2 separate regions of the Xenopus laevis genome follow, and region 2 is linked to region 1. The links are chromatin contacts, called in public Hi-C maps. All regions are on one chromosome and are shown on one strand. The core of a region is the stretch at or near the end of the contact, and the rest is flanking DNA. Distances in the headings are between cores, read along the strand shown.

Region 1 (3,683 bases), core at 322-2,821:
ACCTCTAAAGGTTTTGCAGATATTGAATATTTTCTATGTGACATACATAATGTTGTAGTCACTGAGTCTGAAAAAAAAGACCAACAGCAACATTGAATTCTTAGGCCTAACATTTTTTTCCTGTTGCAAATAACTCATTTATGCTGGTGCAGACTGAGGGGGCGGGTTTCATTTTAAATACATAACTTTATAAAGATGCAGTTTAAATGACACACATTTCCCCCTCTTTTTATGTAAACAAAGCATTTTTATAAAAAAATTCCCCCTAGGTGTTAGGTTGGGTCAAGCATACAAGCCCTGCCACAACAAGCAACGAATTTAAAGCTACAGTATGTTTTAGACCTGCATAGATTATATCAGTGCTTGGTTTACACAAGCCTCTCTTTTACCTGTCATATATTATACAGTAAATTTTTATTTAACCTTAAATAGAAATTTGAGTGCACTTCAAGAAAGCGCTTGGTTCCCAATGTGCATGCCATGTGCGTGTGTGAAACTCCATATGGCCGAGCCCAAAGGAAAACTGTTGCTGAATTACAGCTTTGTGGAGCCCATCAATGGAACATTTCTCTTCCAGCAATAACGCTTAATTCATACATATATTTCTTCCAGGAATATAGCTGATATTAACCATAGAATCATATTTTCTCTTTGTATAGGCATAACGCCTTGGACAGTCAAGAGATAGCCACTATGTACGGTATTTGGTTTGACTGCTATATAAGACTCATTGCCAGGTATTGGAACAATTCTCATTTGTACTATTCTTGGAAGAAACACTTTAGGAAAACGTCTATGATTTTAGGCTGCACTATTCCAGAGAGAATATTTATATAAGGATAAACAAAATTGGCAAGCAAAGAAAAATGCAACTTCTTGATAGAGGAACAAGAACCTCACTTCCAGTTCTTCTCCAGCTTATCTCTGGGTGGCTAGCACCACGGTACAGGTATGGGACCTGTTATCCACAATGCTTGGGACCTGGGGGTTTCCGGATAACAGATCTTTCCATAATTAGGATCATCATATCTTACGTCTACTAGAAAATCATGTAAACATTAAATAAACCCAACAGGCCGGTTTTGCTTCCAATAAGGATTAATTATATCTTAGTTTGGATCAAGGACAAGCTACTGTTTTATTATTACAGAGAAAAAGGAAATCATTTTTAAAAATTTGGATTGTTTGGATAAAATGGAGTCTATGGGAGATGGGCATTCCGTAATTCGGAGCATTGTGGTTTCTGGATAACGGCACTGATATTTAGGTTTTTCACTTACCTTAAATATGTCAGCTGATTTAGTGGGCCATTGATATGAAGTGCATTTAAATTGGTAGAATAGGAACCTCTGATAATGTATTCCAAACCCCAACTCTCTCTCTCTCTTATCAATACAGTATATTGCAATGTACAGCCCAGCAATTCCTCTTTATACCTAAGAAGAAGACACAATCTTTAGAGCAAGTATAGTTCAAATCCTACCTGTATCAGATGCACAAATGTCTCTGAAAGTGTACGAGAGCTCTTGGACTATCTGGGTGTTGTTTCTTGTAATGAGCATAGAATAAAGTACAGTACTAGTGAAGGGGCAGATAGATGGATTGGATTAGGGGGGAGTGGTCTGGTTTGGCAGAAGGAGTACGGCATAAATGAAGCTTTGTTTCCTTAGCAAGGCCAACTTCTCCCTCGCAGCCAGCATGGGCCAGAGGTGTCTGAGAATAACTGGCTGCTTCAACCATGCGCAAATCCCAGGACATCTATGATCATTTCATTTCCAGGAGCAAAACAGATAGTTCTTAGTCTGTAGTGAAGGTATATGAGCCTCAGGCAAACATTATGTCACACTACTTTTTTTTAATTTATGGAGGTTAAGAAAGTATCATTGGGAATTCATGTGCTTAATATAATGAGAAACTACAGATATGAAAAGGCACTTTTGGTTAATGCATAGTATCTTTTAAAATAGATTTTTTTATACAAATGAAAAAAGCAAACATTTAAAAAGTACGAGTACGGGATCGGTTATCAGGAAACTTATTATCCAGAAAGCTCAAAATGTTTAACAATTAATTCCTATTTTTTTAATAATAAAATAGTGCCTTGTACCTGATCCAAACGAAGATATAATTAATTCATTTTGGAAGCAAAACCTGCCTATCGGCTAATGATTTTCTTGTAGACTTAAGGTATGAAGATCCAAATTATCTATAGGTCTGTTATCAGGAAAAACCCAGATCTGAAGCATTCTGGATAACAGATCCTATACCTGTACTTAAACCAATAGTCATGGATGAACAAGTCATCTGCCCACAGTTGAAATGATCATTCTTGACCTTTTCTTTGGGGCTCACTAACTACAAAGCTTGGGTATGATACATGACTTTCTTACTATTATTAACCTTTAAAAATCTGAATTATAATAGAATGGATACTCCAAAAGAGGTATGAAAAATGGGGTGGAGTAGAAGGGAAAAGTTGGAACCTTTTACAGCTTATATAGTAAATTTGGGTTGAAAAAAGGCAAACGTCCATTAAATGAGAACTAAACCCCCTGCTAATAAAAACTCCTACCCTCCATAGTCCCCCCTCCCTGCTCCCCTCCCCCCGCACAGGTGTTAACAGCAGTAAAAGCCCCTAAGCCTGTAATTACCCCTCGTTGCAGAGTCAGCACAGCGGAGCTCACGGGGGCCATCTTCAGTGCTTTGGTAAGCTTCGTTAAGTGACGGCTCATGCGCAGTTGGAGCAGTCTTCCACTTCAGGATAACTGTGCATGTGCCGAAAGTGACAAAAATTACCGAAGCTCTGAAAGAAGAAGAGAAGATTAACGAAGCGCCGGAAGATGTCGCCTGTGTGCTCCGCTGCGCTGACTCTGCAACGAGGGGTAATTACAGGCTTAGGGGCATTTACTGGTGTTAACACCTGTGCAGGGAGGAGCAGGGAGGGAGGACTACGGAGGGTAGGGAGCAGGGGTTTTTATTAGCAAGGGGGGTTTAGTTCTCCTTTATGTTAAACCCTTCTAAATGATCCCCAGTGCACATTTCACATACTGTACATATATAGACCTATCTATACACGCACATACAGTATAGAAACAGTAAACCTACCACTACCTATACTAAGCTGTAGTATAGCCTTGGATATTATGTTTGTTCCAAAAAATCATCCAAGCCGCTCTTAAAAGCATTAACTGAATCAGCCATCACGTCACCCGGCAGTGCATTCCACAACCCCACTGCTTCAAATTAAAGTTCTTTTCTTCTAGTCTAAAGGGGTGGCCTCTGGTGTCTTGATCCGTTTTATCTGTAAAAAGATCCCCCACAATTTATCTATAATGTCCTCGAATGTACTTGTAAAGAGTAATCATGGGCCCTTGCAAGTTCCCTTTCTCCAGAGAAAACAACCCCAACCATGACAATCTGCCCTCATAGTTAAATTCTTTCATGGGGTTTACCAGTTTAGTTGCACATCTCTGCATTATCTCCAGCTCATTTATATCCTTCTTAAGGACTGGAGCCCAAAACTGCACTGCATACTCCAGATAAGGCCTCACCAGGGACCTATAAAGAGGCCCCAAATTCATATTGTGAGAAATAGTTGTGATATGTCATCCCATGTTGTCCTAAGTGGATAATAGAAAAATATATAAGGAGGGAATAGCCTTACTCTGTTACATCTCCCCTTG
Region 2 (3,683 bases), core at 396-2,895, 110 kb before region 1:
TCCTTACAATCATACAGTTCTTGTATATGAAATAGTGATTCCTTACATTTAAAGGGGAATTCCGGCTTCGAAACCAACATTTGATAAAGAGGCCCACATAACACAGAAACTCTAATATTCCCATCACAATTACCTGTTTCTTCAAAAAGTATAAATAAATGTCATTTTCTATGCTGGAATCCAGCTGTCTAAAGGAAAACTATACCCCAGAAACTATGTAGGTGTCTATAAAAAGATATTGCATAAAACAGCTCATTTGTAAAACTCTGCTTCATGTAAGTAAACACTTTTCATAATAATTTACTTTTTCAGTAGTATGTGCCATTGGGTAACATAAATAGAAAATTGCCATTTTAAAAAATAAGGGCAGTCCCCTCGGATTGTACGATTCACGGTGCACACAAACAAACCATACATGTTCGGTCACATGAGCCAATTAACAGGCAGAGTTCTGTCTTTTGCTTCCACACTTCTTCCTGTTACAGTTAGAGTTGTAGTATTTCTGGTCAGGTGATCTCTGAGGCAGCACACAGACCATCACGAAATGGTGGCTCAAAGCAAGAGATGTAAAGGGGCAATATTTACTTAAATATATATACCAGTTTGATAAGGTTCTTTAATATGCTACTTAATATGATGTAAACTATCTGTTGCTCAAGTATTCATTTTGGGGGTATAGTTTTCCTTAAACAGTTCTTCTCTTTCTGCATCATTTGAAATCCTGGCAGGGAAGGAGGGACTAAACACTGATGTTACAAATTGTAACAACTTCTCCACAGCTTACAGACAGCATGCAGGAACTACATAACCCACAATGCATTGCACTGTGATGTTCCTTTCCTTATTGAAATCACGTGTGCAGGGAATTGTGGGGTTTGGAGGATGCAGGCTGAGGACAGACGGCTATTGATACAAAGTAACAGTAGTCAGCCAGTTTAGCAAAGTAGTCAAGACAGATCAGCAGGAGAACAGGAGGCTAGGCTTAAGGAAATGTTCCAAACCATTAAAAATCATGAAAAGTCTGCATATTTTTAATTGATGTATATTGCAAAGTTGCTTGAAATTATGTTTACATTTCAAAAAGCTTATGTTATGTTTTTGTGGAGTTCCCCTTTAAAGGGTTGTTCACTTTTAATTTAACTTTTAGTATGATGTTGAGAGTGATATAATAAAAGTTGACTTAATAGAATTGTACTGTATGTACTTGGGTTCATTTGTTTTATTTCCATACTTTATACCAATACCTTTTTATACATCCAATGAGGAGCCTGCAAGTGTGTTTTATTCCTGTACCTTAATATGACTTCTCGTCTCTTTATATTTTACAATAGGTATGACAGTATGCCTTATAAGGGTATTACTAGTGCCCTGTTATATACACTATTTTTAAATGATTTCTTTTAAAGCAAACATATTGTGTGAAAAACAGAATGTGCCAAGTGCATTATACTCTTTTTAAGTGTAGAAGAAAGGGGCATAAATTAGTGTTTCACGGTTGATTTATTGAAAATTTCGGCAAAATCCCCCCATCCTGCTGCCTTTTTCCCAGACGGATCAGAGAAGCCAGTGGCACTGCACTGTAGGATAGGGACCGGTCAGCAGCTATGTGGACCTGATAGGGAACTGAAGCCTGTCTGTGCTTGTGTGACTACAGGGCTATCCCCCCTCCTATTGTGCTTCTGGCAGGGACTGTTAGGACACACTCACCCCTCATTAGAAACCAGGACTGTAACAGATCTATAGGGAGCTTCAATAAAAGGGCCATTTATAAAGATACAAGTATAGGAACTGTTATCCAAAGTGCTCTGGACCTGGGGTTTTCCAGATAACGGATATTTCCGTAATTTGGTTCTTCATGCCTTAAGTCTACAAGAAAATCATATAAACATTAAATAAACCCAATAGGCTGGTTTTGCCTCCAGTAAGGATTAATACTGTATATCTTGGTTTGGATCAAATACAAGGTACTGTTTTATTATTTCAGAGAAAAAGGAAATCATTTTTAAAAATTCTGATTATTTTTTATATAATGAAGTCTATAGGAGACCTTTCCGTAATTCAGAGCTTTCTGTATAACGGGTTTCCCGCTTAACGGATCCCATACCTGTACTATTAACTTTTAGCCCAAAGTAGCACCAGACGTTATTCATTATTTCCTACAAGATTAGGGGTTTTCTCTTATCCTATATGTCACCTTTAATATATGAACCCACACAGCAAATGTAACCAGTATATCTTCTCATTTACAGATGCAAGTTCTGGAATTATGATGAGAACCTGCTCACCTCCAGCGTTATAATTGTCTTCCACAATGAGGGTTGGTCTACGCTAATGAGAACTGTTCACAGTGTCATCAAACGAACACCCAGAAAATACCTGGCGGAGATTGTCATGATTGATGATTTCAGTAACAAGGGTAAGTCCTTTCTTCTATATTTATTATTGATACTATTATATATATCCTTACTTGGCAGCTATAACACAACTGATTACAACTGGAGGTTTCACTAAAAGGGGTAATTTGCTGCGTTAGTATGATGATTAGTGAGGGGCGAATTAATTCGCCAGGCATGGATTTGTGGCGAATTTATGAGTTTCGCCACCACCAATCGATTTGTGAAACCGATTTGCGTCAAAATTATTCGGACGCCCATTGATTTTAATGCATTTGGACAAAATAGTCGCGCGTATAAATTATTTTGACACCCATTGGCAAATTTTTTCGGCGAAGTGAAACAGGACAGATTCGCCCATCACTAATGATGATTTTTTTTTTTTTTTTTGAACTATTCAGCTTTTTGTTCACAAGCTGAAATTTTTTAAATAATCAAATAAATAATGATTGCTAGGATCCAATTTACTCCTACCACCAGGCATTGGTTTGAGTGTAGAGGATGAATAGGAGAGGACCTTAACAATAACCAATACTGAAACCTCACAGAACAGTAGTTTTTTTGACTGCTGGGGTCAGTGACCCCGTTTGAAAACTGTGAAGAGAAGGAAGGCACAAATAATTTCACAGCTATAAAAAATGAGGACCGAATGAAAAGTTGGTAAGAACAGGACATTCCTACTAAGGGGCCTATTTATCATGCTAAAAAGTGAAGTGAAGCATTACCAGTGATGTTGGCCCATAGCAACCAATCAGCAATTAGATTTCAACAGTTAGAAAACCGAAGCATAGATCTGTTTGGTTGCTATGAGCAACATCACCGATAATGATTCACTCCAGTTTTTATACAGCATAATAAATAGACCCCTCGATGTAGACATTAAAGGTCATCTCCCCCTTTAAAAATTGCTCCTGAATAAGGGAGTATTTAAAACAGAAGGAAACGCTGGGGTGCAAAAATGTTATTCAACCCCCAGTAATTAAAATCTTTTTATGAGACCCTGGGCCGGTGCTCTTGGCTGCTGAAAGCTGAACCAGCCTTGGTAATACTCCAGATCGCTGTTGCCATTTTCTTCTTCCTGGATCGACTCTACAACCTGGTCCGAGAGCACATGCACAGAAGAATAAACACTTCAAAGCAATGTTTTTCATTCTATTGTGCCTGTACATTTGGCCTGGGGCCACAGAGAGGATCCAAGAATTCTGTGGATTGAGACTGAGACATGGTGCTCTTACAGTAGTAACCCAGGCCAGTTCGATTTTCAGCAAACAGGAGCAATGGCCCAGAATA

What was found. A called contact is a pair of places that touch in the nucleus more often than the background predicts.
Region 2: a contact with region 1 is called in a Hi-C map of the XL177 cell line, with 2.1 times the contacts expected there.

Annotation. Positions count from the first base shown.
Region 1 is chr1L:51,491,340-51,495,022 of Xenopus_laevis_v10.1, reverse strand. It overlaps scrg1.L (scrapie-responsive protein 1), which reads right to left and starts at 1,571. Exons shown (of 4, transcript XM_018230786.2): 1 at 1,484-1,571.
Region 2 is chr1L:51,605,328-51,609,010 of Xenopus_laevis_v10.1, reverse strand. It overlaps galnt7.L (N-acetylgalactosaminyltransferase 7), which reads left to right. Exons shown (of 13, transcript XM_041589174.1): 4 at 2,250-2,416. Among protein-coding and RNA genes, the nearest start is that of hmgb2.L, 37 kb to the right of the region's middle.